Linked DNA regions of Sus scrofa: region 2 is linked to region 1. Evidence: chromatin contacts called from public HiChIP or PLAC-seq data. All regions are on one chromosome and are shown on one strand. Each heading gives the region's core, a stretch centred on a gene start, on an enhancer-like site or on the middle of the called end of the contact. The rest is flanking DNA. Distances are from core to core; before and after follow the strand shown.

Evidence for each region. HiChIP or PLAC-seq counts read pairs in DNA pulled down with a chosen protein or histone mark.
Region 2: a contact with region 1 is called in an H3K27ac HiChIP or PLAC-seq map of alveolar macrophages. The contact joins the enhancer-like site here to the promoter of OSGIN2 in region 1. A contact is called at or near these places in 4 of 47 Hi-C or Micro-C datasets (embryonic fibroblasts, heart right ventricle and mesenchymal stem cells) and 1 of 2 datasets of contacts at active chromatin or transcription factors (alveolar macrophages).

What each region holds. Positions count from the first base shown.
Region 1 is chr4:46,910,226-46,915,779 of Sscrofa11.1, reverse strand. It overlaps OSGIN2 (oxidative stress-induced growth inhibitor 2), which reads left to right and starts at 2,839. Exons shown (of 6, transcript XM_005662982.3): 1 at 2,839-2,994.
Region 2 is chr4:46,966,202-46,971,752 of Sscrofa11.1, reverse strand. No RefSeq gene overlaps it. Among named protein-coding and RNA genes, the nearest start is that of OSGIN2, 56 kb to the right of the region's middle. Within about 2 kb of position 1,827, at least 1 of the 83 cell types and tissues checked has an H3K27ac peak or open chromatin away from gene starts, as enhancers often do. A contact at or near this core is called in alveolar macrophages, where this site is marked.

The DNA of each region.
Region 1 (5,554 bases), core at 1,590-4,089:
GTGTTTTTCTTCCTCAGACTTTACATTAGCGATATCAGGATGAAAAATGGTTTGAAGCTCTAGTTTTTCAATTCAATCAATTGTGCAGAAATTGCTTATTTACATGTTAATGGATTAAATCATGTGCCTGAGGTCCCTTTACCAGATTCTTTTAAATTTAATTGCTAGTAGTGAGTGTGGGAAGGGAGAGGGTTGTGCCTGGGCATTGAGGTTTTTAAATGTTCCCAGGTGATTCTAATATGCATGGTTGAGAAGCACTACTCTGGTATCTGCATAAGTGAAAAAGATAAGGCTTTTCTCATTCCTGCGCCCAAGTAGTCTGCTCACTTCTGCTCACTTTAGTGTCTTATCACTACAAACTCCAAAACCACAAATTCCCTCCAAAGAAATCCTGGGACCTCTCAAGCCTCACCAATGGAGGAAGAAATACATCTCCCATGTGACAGATGCCCTCATGTATCTGGAGGTAGAAGAATACCTTTTCACCAAAAACAGCATTTGGGGCTGAGAAGCCCTGTTAAAGAAACCTTGTTACTTACTTACCTCAAGCCCAAATTCTGTTTAGATTCTTCAATACATGGGCACCCCAAACCTAAGTTCCTTGTCTTGTCAATTTCTTACAAATTTATGATTTCTTTGCCTAAAAAGTATAAAAGCTGGTTCTTTTAGTCTCTTCTTAGGACCCATTTGTATGAGACCTCCATGCGATGGATTAAGTTTTTCTTTTTATCTGAGAGAATGGATATGTGTATATATGTATGACTGGAACACTTTGCTGTAGAGCAGAAATCATCACAATCTTGTAAATTAACTACACTTCAGTGAAAGAAATTTTTCTGGAGTGTCCATTGTGATTCAGCAGGTTAAGAACCTGGCTAGCATCCACGAGTATGTGCGTTTGATCCCTGGCCTCGCTCGGCGTGTTAAAGGATCTGGCATTGCCACAAGCTGCAGTATAGCTTTGTTTGTTTTTGTTTTTGTCTTTTTAGGGCCACGACTACGGCATATGGAGGTTCCCAGGCTAGGGCCTGAATCTGAGCTGTGGCTGTCAGCCTACACCACAGTCACAGCAATGCCAGATCCAAGCCACTTCTGTGACCTACACCACAGCTCATGGCAATGCCAGATCCTTAACCCACTGAGCAAGGCCAGGGATTGAACCTGCAACCTCATGGTTCCTAGTCAGATTCGTTAACCACTGCGCCACGATGGGAACTCCTATGATATTATTATTGATAATAATGAAAACTAATATTTATTTTGTGATTAAAATGAGCCAGGCACTACGATAAGTGCTTTATAAGTATTTTCTTAATTCTTACAATCAATGAAGTAATTATTATTAGCTCATTTTACAGATGAGGAATCAAAGCCCAGAGATGCTGAGTAACTTGTCCAAGATCACGCTGCTAGCAAAGATTCCAAAACAGACATTTTAATTACTACAATTTAATGTATAAAATACTGTACATTATACACCAGTAAGGAGGGTTGTTCAGTAAGGATTCTACAACTAGGTAACATTGGAAGCCCAGAAGTTACCATGGACTGGAATGGTTGCCAGTGTGAGATAAGCTCTACACTAAATGTGCTGCTCAGGGCACTGAAAGGAAGAGTAAGGGTCCATTACACAGACAGGGGAGTTTTAGACCACATACTAATTTACCATCCCATCAGAAGTATCTGAGTCTGTTGCTCTGCAATATCATGAAACCTGGGGTTTATTTTTAAATAGAATTTCAATTTCAAAAAAACAAATACAAAAAAACTCTGCTATAAGAAAAATACTTATGTAGTTTTTGTGGCTTGGTTTAATCACTAATTACTATCAAGTTTAAGCCACGACTGCAAGTTTCCAAGGCTTAAATACAAGCCAGATTAAATCTAAAATCTGACATACCCACTTTATTATTTGAAAATCTGGAAATACTGCAAAAAAAAAAAAAAAGCCATAAAGGAAAAGCTATACGAAGTACTCATAAATCTTCTTATATTTTAATATTTCAGTTCTGGATTGGCATAGCTTTTACGAGTTTAGTTTCTTTAAATTTAAAAGGATGTTATTTTATTTTATTTTTTGTCTTTTCAGGGTTGCACTCTTGGCATAGGGACGTTCCCAGGCTAGGGGTCCAATCAGAGCTGTAGCTGCCAGCCTACACCACAGGGACGCAAGAACTGAGCAGCCTGTGACCTAAACCACAGCTCACAGCAACACTGGATCCTTAACCTACTGAGCAAGGTCAGGGATGAAACCCGCGTCCTCATGTATGTTAGTCCGGTTTGTTAACTGCTGAGGAACGATGGGAACTCCAGATGTTATGAATATTAACAAAAAATTAACTTATGCCTTACTTTCTGAAACAAAGTAAAATGAACATTGGAGTAAAATGAATATACACACGTATTTTCTTACAGCGTAAAACCCTGGAAGCAGGCTGAGTCCTACAATTTTATTTTAAGCCCCACAGACTTAAAGTCTGTTAAGTCCAGGTTTGTTCCATGGTAACATTCAGGAAAAACTGAGAACTTAGAAATTTTAAGAAGAGAAACCTAAGTAAGATTTAATTGCAAAAATATCTAGATCTTTTTTGTAAGGAGGAATAGAAAGATATCTCTGTATATGCAGTCAATCACTTCTAGGTTTTCCCCGCCTTCATTTCTTGAAAACACCGAACAGGGAAACTCTTCATTCCATACATTTCTAACTTTCCTTGCATTACAATCACCTGGAGGAATTTTTTAAAAACACATTCCTGCCTTCCCCCGCCCTCGGTGAATTCTGGGCGGGGCTAGCACCCGGTTTTTTTAATCAGGGATGCCACTTAAGAGGGACCTTAGTCGGTAAACCAGGCTTCCCCTATCAGAACCTCTGGGGTGGGGCGCACTCGTGGTTTACTGGGTTCCCCCATTCGATTGTGACGCAGGCTCAAGAGTGAAAAGCGCGGGGGAACTCCGGGCGTCTGCGCTCCGGCCAGCACGAGCAAAGCCGCTAAAGTGAGTTTCTTGGGGCGGGTATCTCGGTCTTTCCCGGGCGTCTTCGGCGAAAGGCCCGAACGAAAGGACTACGGAGACTCTGGCTTGCGCGCTCGGGTTGGCAGACGCAGTGCAGCAGACAAGGTTTTTCCCCTGCACCGTCCAGCTACTACGATTAGGAGCTCTTCCTCTTCCCCTTGTCACCTAGCCCCCAGCATCCTCCCAGCCTAGCTAACCACCCACGCCACCAGTTCGGGAACACGGAATAGGGTCCGAAGAGCTCAGGCCGAAGCCGCCCATCACCGCAAACGCCGCGGTCGGGTGGGCGGGCGGATCTCGGCCCCCGCGGGCCTCTCAGCAGCCGCTTGGTCAGGCCAGGCCCCTAGCAGGCCGCGGCTCCACCAATCCCAGGCCTCGCCCGCCGCCGCCTCCGCACCTGCGAGGAGGAGCCCGCGCGCCTCCGCCACAGCCGTCGCAGCGTCCCCGCCCCGCCCAGTTCCGCCCCCATCGCGGCACCCTGAGATCTTCACCGCTGGTGTCTCGCTGCCCGCAGGCGAGGAGCGGAAGCCTCTCTGTTGAGGCGTATTTTGGCGCCCCGGGGCCCGGCCGGCTGCCGAATCGCAGCTTCCGGGCAGCCGCGGCCACGGCCTGGCGCGGGGCGCGGGAACCCCGCGGACTCCGCGACCGGGCGGCGCCCCGGACGGGTCACCCCTCCGAGATAAGAGGCAGTGGCTGTGGTGGTCGCGCTCCGGCGCCCCGTGCGCCGCGCTCCATGCCCGTGTGGTGTTGCCGCTGCTCTCTGGCCGGTCATTTCAGGTGACTTCTCCGCCGGGGAACGAAGGGGAGCAGGCGGAGGGTGGAGTGTTGCGAGGTCCGGCGGCAGGGCCTGGGCCGAAATGGGCAGAGGCCGCGCGTGTCTGGAGTCGGAGATGGGTCGAGGGTGGAAGGCGAGCGTCTGGACCGCAGAAGCCCCCTGCCTCGTCCGCTGCTTCCTCCCTATTCCTGCCTAGTCGAGGTTTCCCTCACTCCGGGGCAGTCGCTTCTGTTAACATCTCCCTTTTACTGAACCGCGCCAGTCATGGGACTGCGGGACCGGCTAGGCCTGGGTCGAGTCGGTTACTGCGACTGAGACTTCTAAGTACTGCAAAGTTTGTGTGTAGTGTTGTGAAGGTCCCTCTAGACCCCCGCACACATCTTAAACATTTTTTTTTCCTTAAAAAAAAAAGTCTGATAAGTTACTGGTTTGAAGGGAAGGCAGGGAACCATGTTTAAAATGTGATGGTCTAATTACAAATAGGTTCTGACTTAAAGTGTTAGTCATTGTAAATAATATATGTTGTAGAAATTTGAGAAATATGGTGCGTCTAGACTAACATTATGGGGAATGTTTTAGGATATACATTTTGAAATAAAAGTGGATGTACTAGATCCAGCACAGTTGGCCAGCACTACCATTCAGTTATGGAGAGAAATTCGACAAAAACTTAAAACGGGTTTTAACCCTGTGGTGAAGAAACGTTAAGCTTAGTGAAGACTTTAGTAAAGTGCCTTGCTTTCTATAAATGAATGCTAGAATAGTGATATACAAAATTTCTTTTGTGAAATATGAAATTCTGATCAAGATTTCTTAAATCGCGGTGCAAATGTAGACTTTAGATGACCCCTGAACTTGGATGTAAAGAAAGGGACCAGGAATTTTCACTCAACTTTTACCAAAATCTGTTTTCTTCAGTTGTGAATATAAGCAGTAAACCACAGTAGTATTTGTGACTGTCATCAATAGAAATCACAAGTATTTTCATATTATTGTTGACAGGTACCTAGAAATACTGTTTGCTTATTTCTTCAAGATTATAGTAATTATTTTACATCATTGAACTTGGTTTTCCGCACCAGGGGCGTATGGAGGTCCCCAGGCTAGGGGCTGAATCAGAGCTGTAGCCGCCGGCAACCACAGCAACCCCACATCCTGGCAGTGCATGTGACTTGCACCACAGTTTAAGGCAATGCAGGATCCCTAACCCACTGATGGAGGCCAGGTATGTAACCTGCCCCCTTAGTGGATCCTAGTCAGATTGGTTTCTACTGAGCCACTATGGGAACTCCTGAACTTATTTAATACAATAAAGTACATAAAAACATTCCAAGTTTACTTTTTAGTTTCCGTGTAAATCCTATTATGGATTTAATGATAATATTCAAAGAAGAGGTCCAGAGGCTTCACCAAATTGCAAGAGGGGATGTAAGGCATAGGACAAAGAAGACTCGCAATTCCTGTTGTAATAGAGAAGCAATCCAGGCTTGCACTTTTTCAGTGCCGAAACCAGCTCAGCAGGATGGGGCTGAAGAACGGGTGCTGTGGAACTTGAGGAAAAAAAGTTAACATAAAACAAGACACAGAGACATTTATCCTAAGTAAAGGTGGGAACCGGGGGACTCAAGGTCTCAGGGACCGAGAGCCCTGCCTCAAGAAACCACACTGCTTTTATTGTGCTCTTGAGGATTATGTCATGTGAAAAGGGGGTTGTAGGTGCAGGATATAGGTTTTTTAAATTATTTTATAAGTTCTTTTATTATTTTA
Region 2 (5,551 bases), core at 578-3,077, 57 kb before region 1:
AACAAGGTGCAGAGAATTATTTCAAACATTCATATTTTAAAGGGAAAGGTGCAAAAAGAAAATTAGCAGATGTATAAAATGAAGAACAAATTTAGAATCATGACCAGACCTCTATGAATAATGCCAGGACTTCCCAATCTTTGAAGGAGTTTAGCCTTGAGTAAATAAATAAATAAACAGATAAGGTCAGCGATAATAAGGACAAAAGGGATTTCTTATCCTTAGTGATGATGGTGTAATTTTTTAACAGACTGGGGTGGTGGATAGAGTAGAATTATACAACTTCCATCTGACTTTCTTCTTTCCAACCAAGAAAAAGAAATTCAGCAAAAAATGACAACACTTGAAAAGGTCAAACAAGCACATTTAAGAGAGAACTGAAGTTAATTTGAAAAGGTGAGGAATGATAAGGCCATTTAGCTATTTTCACCATTTCATTGAAATGCTTCCAACACTAAAAGGAATTGTCAATGTTGGAAAAGAACTGCTGGCAGTAATCTTTGAAAAATTGCAGACAATGGGAGAGATGCAAGAGATATGGACATAGGTATGCCCTAATTTAAGGATATACAAAAGGACAAACTGTCCTCTAGAAACTACTTGCTGGGAGGAGTTACCGTAGTGGCACAGTGGTTAACAAAACTGACGAGGAACCATGAGTTTTCAGGTTCCATTCCTGGCCTTGCACAGTGGGTTGAGGATCCTGTGTTGCCATGAGCTGTGGTGTAGGTTGCAGATGTGGCTCAGATCCTGCATTGCTGTGGCTCTGGCGTAGGCCAGTGGCTACAGCTCCAATTAGACCCCTAGCCTGGGAATCTCCATATGCCTCGGGAGCGGCCCTAGAAAAGGCAAAAAGAAAAAGAAAAGAAAAGAAAAAAGGAAACTACTTGCTGGGAGAGGTTGGTGTGATTCTCAGTAGAACTCTGGTTATCATAGAAGGTAATGGGTGGCTTCCCACCAAAGCTGGCTGACTTCATTTACCTCCCTTCCCCAAACCCACTAAAATGTAAAAGAAGGGTAAAATTAAATTTTTTAAAAGTTTTAGAAAATTCAGAAAGGAGTTCTGATAGTCAGACAGAACAATGAGGAGTTTCTGGGATATCTTGATACTAAAATGCAACAGAGACAAGCAACCCACAAGTCAAGATCCATGAAATAGAACTTCAAAAGCACAAGTTGTCCCAGCAGAATTTTGCAAAAGCCCTACAATTAAAATCAGCAGAAGCTTGTAGGAAGAATTCAGCCCTGGGCAGGGGCCTGGTAACCAATAAAAGCAGAGCCCTTGTGCTGGATGTTGTGAATCATGAGAGTTTTTTTTTATGAGACTCAAAATGACAACACAACCACAGAATCAGGACCTTGTCCCTGGAAAAGGAGAGCTTCATATCCATGAAATAAATCCACACTCCCTCTGCCACACATGACCACTTGAGTCGAAACGGACTTAATCCAAACTTGAGCTTCAAGCCAGGCAAAGAAGAATTCTTACTCCTCAGCCACCAACTTAGGATCTGGCACAAATTCAATAAAACCACCAAGAATCACCAAGCAACCAAAAAGATGGAAAGAAAAGCACCAAACTCAATAAAGAGATCTGACCCCTGAGAAAACACAATATAGGAACACTGAATAAAATGCTAAAGTAAACATATTAGTATCTCCAGAGAGATTCTAGGGAAGTTTGAACCTATTAAAAAATGAAATACAGATGACTACTAAACATTTGAGAAGATATTTAAGCTTATTCACACCACAATAAGATCTTAAAAAGGGGAGAAAAAAGGGAAGCAATGATCACTCCAAGTCAGCATGAACTCATAAAGCAAAGTCATGCCTCAATTACTTCATTTCCTTTTTGAGAGGTCATCAGAAAAAAAAATTTTCATGATAACAATACCCTGAAAAAAAATTATATCCTACCAGTGACTGATAGAATGATAGAACAGCAAGCTAATAAAAGTTTGAGTTAACCTATTATAGAAATTTCCTTTCTATTTTCTTTTTCTTTCACTTTTCTTTTTTTTTTTTTTTTTGTATTTTTTGTCTTTTTAGGGCCACACCCACAGTATATAGAGGTTCCCAGGCTAGGGGTCTTATCAGAGCTGTAGCTGCCAGCTTACGCCAGTGCCAGATCCAAGCCACGTCTATGATCTACACCATAGCTCACAGCAAACGCCAGATCCTTAACCCACTGAGTGAGGCCAGGGATCAAACCCGCAACCTCATGGTTCCTAGTGGGATTCATTTCCTCTGTGCCATGATGGGAACTCATTTTTTCACTTTTCAGGGCAGCACCTGTGGCATATGGAAATTCCCAGACTAGGGGTCAAATCAGAGATATAGCTGCCAGCCTACAGCACAGCCACAGCAATGTGGGATCCAAGCCGCATCTGCAACCTACATCACAGATCACAGAAAAGCCAGATCCTTAACCCATTGAGCAAGGCTAGGGATCAAACCTGCATCCTCATGAATATTAGTCAGGTTGTAACCCATGAGCCACAATGAGAACTCCAGAAATTTTTAACTTAATCGTTTTTTCCTCTAAATTGTGAACTTCTTGAAAGAACAAACCATTTTTCTATATTGCATTCAGTCTATCTGATTGTCTAGGAGATATTTAGAAAACGACAGATTTTTCAATAAGTATCTATTGAATGATAATTAAATTTAATGATACACAGAGCCTATGTTAAAAGTGTGTATGAAAGATGAAAGGGGAGTAGTAGCTAGCTTCTCAGTTCATTGGGGAGCAATGTAGGAGTTTTAGCTAATTACCTGCTTAGTATTGCGGATATTATTACATTGCTGACAGAAGATCTATATAGATAAAAGTTTATGGTAATGGACAAATAGTAAGGGATACGGAAGAGCTGTGGCAGATTGTCTTTTTTAAAGATGACTATAACAATAGCTCTTAGGCCACAAGTTCTTTCTTTAATGTTACTTTGACTTTTGATACTCCTCCCACTGAAAAGTAGGGTCTATGTTCCCTCCCCTTGAAACTGAGTGAGTTTGTTACTATGGCATACTGTTACTATGGCAGATGAGTACTATATTGGAACAGAGCTGCAGTGTGTGGCTGTGTTGTGTGGAGGGGTATTGTCTTTTTCACACTATGCTACGTCATATGAAACATTTTCAGTTATTATAATTTCCATTTCTAATGATTTTATTTTTAGTGGCATGTGGAAATTCCCAGGCCAGAGACCTACACTATAGCTGCCTCAACTCCAGATCCTTAACCCACTGCACAGAGCTGGGGATCTAACCCATGCCGTCAAAGCAACCTAAGCTACTGCAGTCAGATTCTTAACCCAGATAGGAACTTCCAGTGATTTTTTTTTTTTTTTTTGTCTTTTTGCCTTTTCTAGGGCCCTCCCAGGGGCATATGGAGATTCCCAGGCTAGGGGTCTAATCGGAGCTGTAGCCACCGGCCTACGCCAGAGCCACAGCAACGCGGAATCTGAGCCGAGTCTGCAACCTACACCACAGCTGATGGCAACACTGGATCCTTAACCCACTGAGCAAGGCCAGGGATCGAACCTGCAACCTCATGGTTCCTAGTCAGATTCATTACCACTGCGCCATGACGGGAACTCCTCTAGTGATCTTTTAAATTACAGTTTTACTAAATTTATCTTAACAAACTTTCTGAGTCAAAAAATCTATTGTTATGTAAATTAATTGGAAAGAAAAGAATGAATATGGTATATGTACAACTGGGTTATTTTGTTGCACAGCCAAAAATTATCACAGCCTTGAAAATTAACTATACTTCAATAAAACTTTTTTAAAAAATGGAATGGAGGCATTCCTGTTGTGGCTCAGCAGTTAACAAATCTGACTAACATCCATGAGGATACAGGTTCAATCCCTGGCCTTGTTCAGTGGGTTAAGGATCTGGCATTGCCATGAGTTGTGGTCTAGGTCACAGACATGGCTTGGATCCACCGTTGCTGTGGCTGTGATGTAAGCCAGCAGCTACAACTCCTATTCAACCCCCAGCCTGGGAACCTCCATATGCCACGAGTGTAGTCCTAAAAAGCAAAAAGGGAGGGGGGGAGGTTGGAAAGTAATTGAATTAATGAAATTAAAAATAATTGAATTTAGTCACAAAGTATGTACAAGGATTCTCAAATGCATCCATGTTATTGTCACTAGAGGGAGCTCAGCACTTAATTTGTATTCTAAAAGAGTATAGCACACCAGCAATCACATTACAAGGGCAGCTTGCATCTCATCACTCTGTGTAGTTAGGGGATTTCCAAACAAACCAACACTGATATTTTTCCTAGAAAATGAAAGTGACTGACAGTAGTCAGTAACTCTCAGACTTTTCACTGTACTTGGTGCAAGTATAAATGCCTTTACCTCTATGATACCACTGTCAAAATAACACACACACTTCTTTGCCTGCCCCTCTGAAATGACTCATGCTATTTGCAATGGTCCAAAATGTAGTGGATGAGTAGAGATTGGAACATGATGCATGAAATGTGCTTCAGCAAAGAGTCTCAGGAGGAGAGTCTATGCAGAGCAATCAGCAACAATAATCGTAGGAACAGGCCTGGGCCTCAGATGATGCTCCATATTTAGGTCTGGATTATTATTGTGTATGAACTGCTCATAAGTACATCTTGTGTACTCATCTTTAAAAAACAAAGGAGATCTTTATTTTGTCACCATCATTTATGGCCAAATGTCACTGAACTTTAGACACAAGCTGTTTAAAAGAAAAAGGATTAGATGAGATTTTTTTTTTTTTTTTTTTTTTTTTTTGTCTTTGTTGCTATTTCTTGGGCCGCTCCGGCGGCATATGGAGGTTCCCAGGCTAGGGGTCGAATCGGAGCTGCAGCCACCAGCCTACGCCAGAGCCACAGCAACGCGTCTGCAACCTACACCACAGCTCACGGCAACGCCAGATCGTTAACCCACTGAGCAAGGGCAGGGACCGAACCCGCAACCTCATGGTTCCTAGTCGGATACGTTAACCACTGCGCCACGACGGGAACTCCCTAGATGAGATTTTTAGAAGATAGTAAGCATTTACCAAGTCCTACAGCTGAGGGATTTTTTTTTTTTTTTTTTTTTTTGGCTTTTTAGGGCCACACCATAGCATGTGAAAGTTCCCAGGCTAGGAGTCAAATTATAGCTGCAGCTGCCAGCATATGCCACAGCCACAGCAACTCAGGATCTGAGCCACGTCTGCACCCTACTCCACAGCTCAGGATCAAGGCAACACTGGATCCTTAACCCCCTGAGAGAGACCAGGGATTGAACCCACATCCTCATGGATACTAGTCTGGTGCATTAATCCCAAACTTCTCATTTTCTTTCCTCCCTGCTATCCACTTTAGTAAACATAAGTTTGTTTCTAGGTCTGTGAGTCTGTTTCTATTTTATAAATTAGTTCATTTACATTATTTTTTAGATTCTGCATATAAGTGTTAGCATATGCTATTTGCCTGACTTACTTCTCTTAGTATATTATCTAGGTCCAACCATATTGCTGCAAATTATGTTGTTTCATTCTTTTTATGGCTGAGTT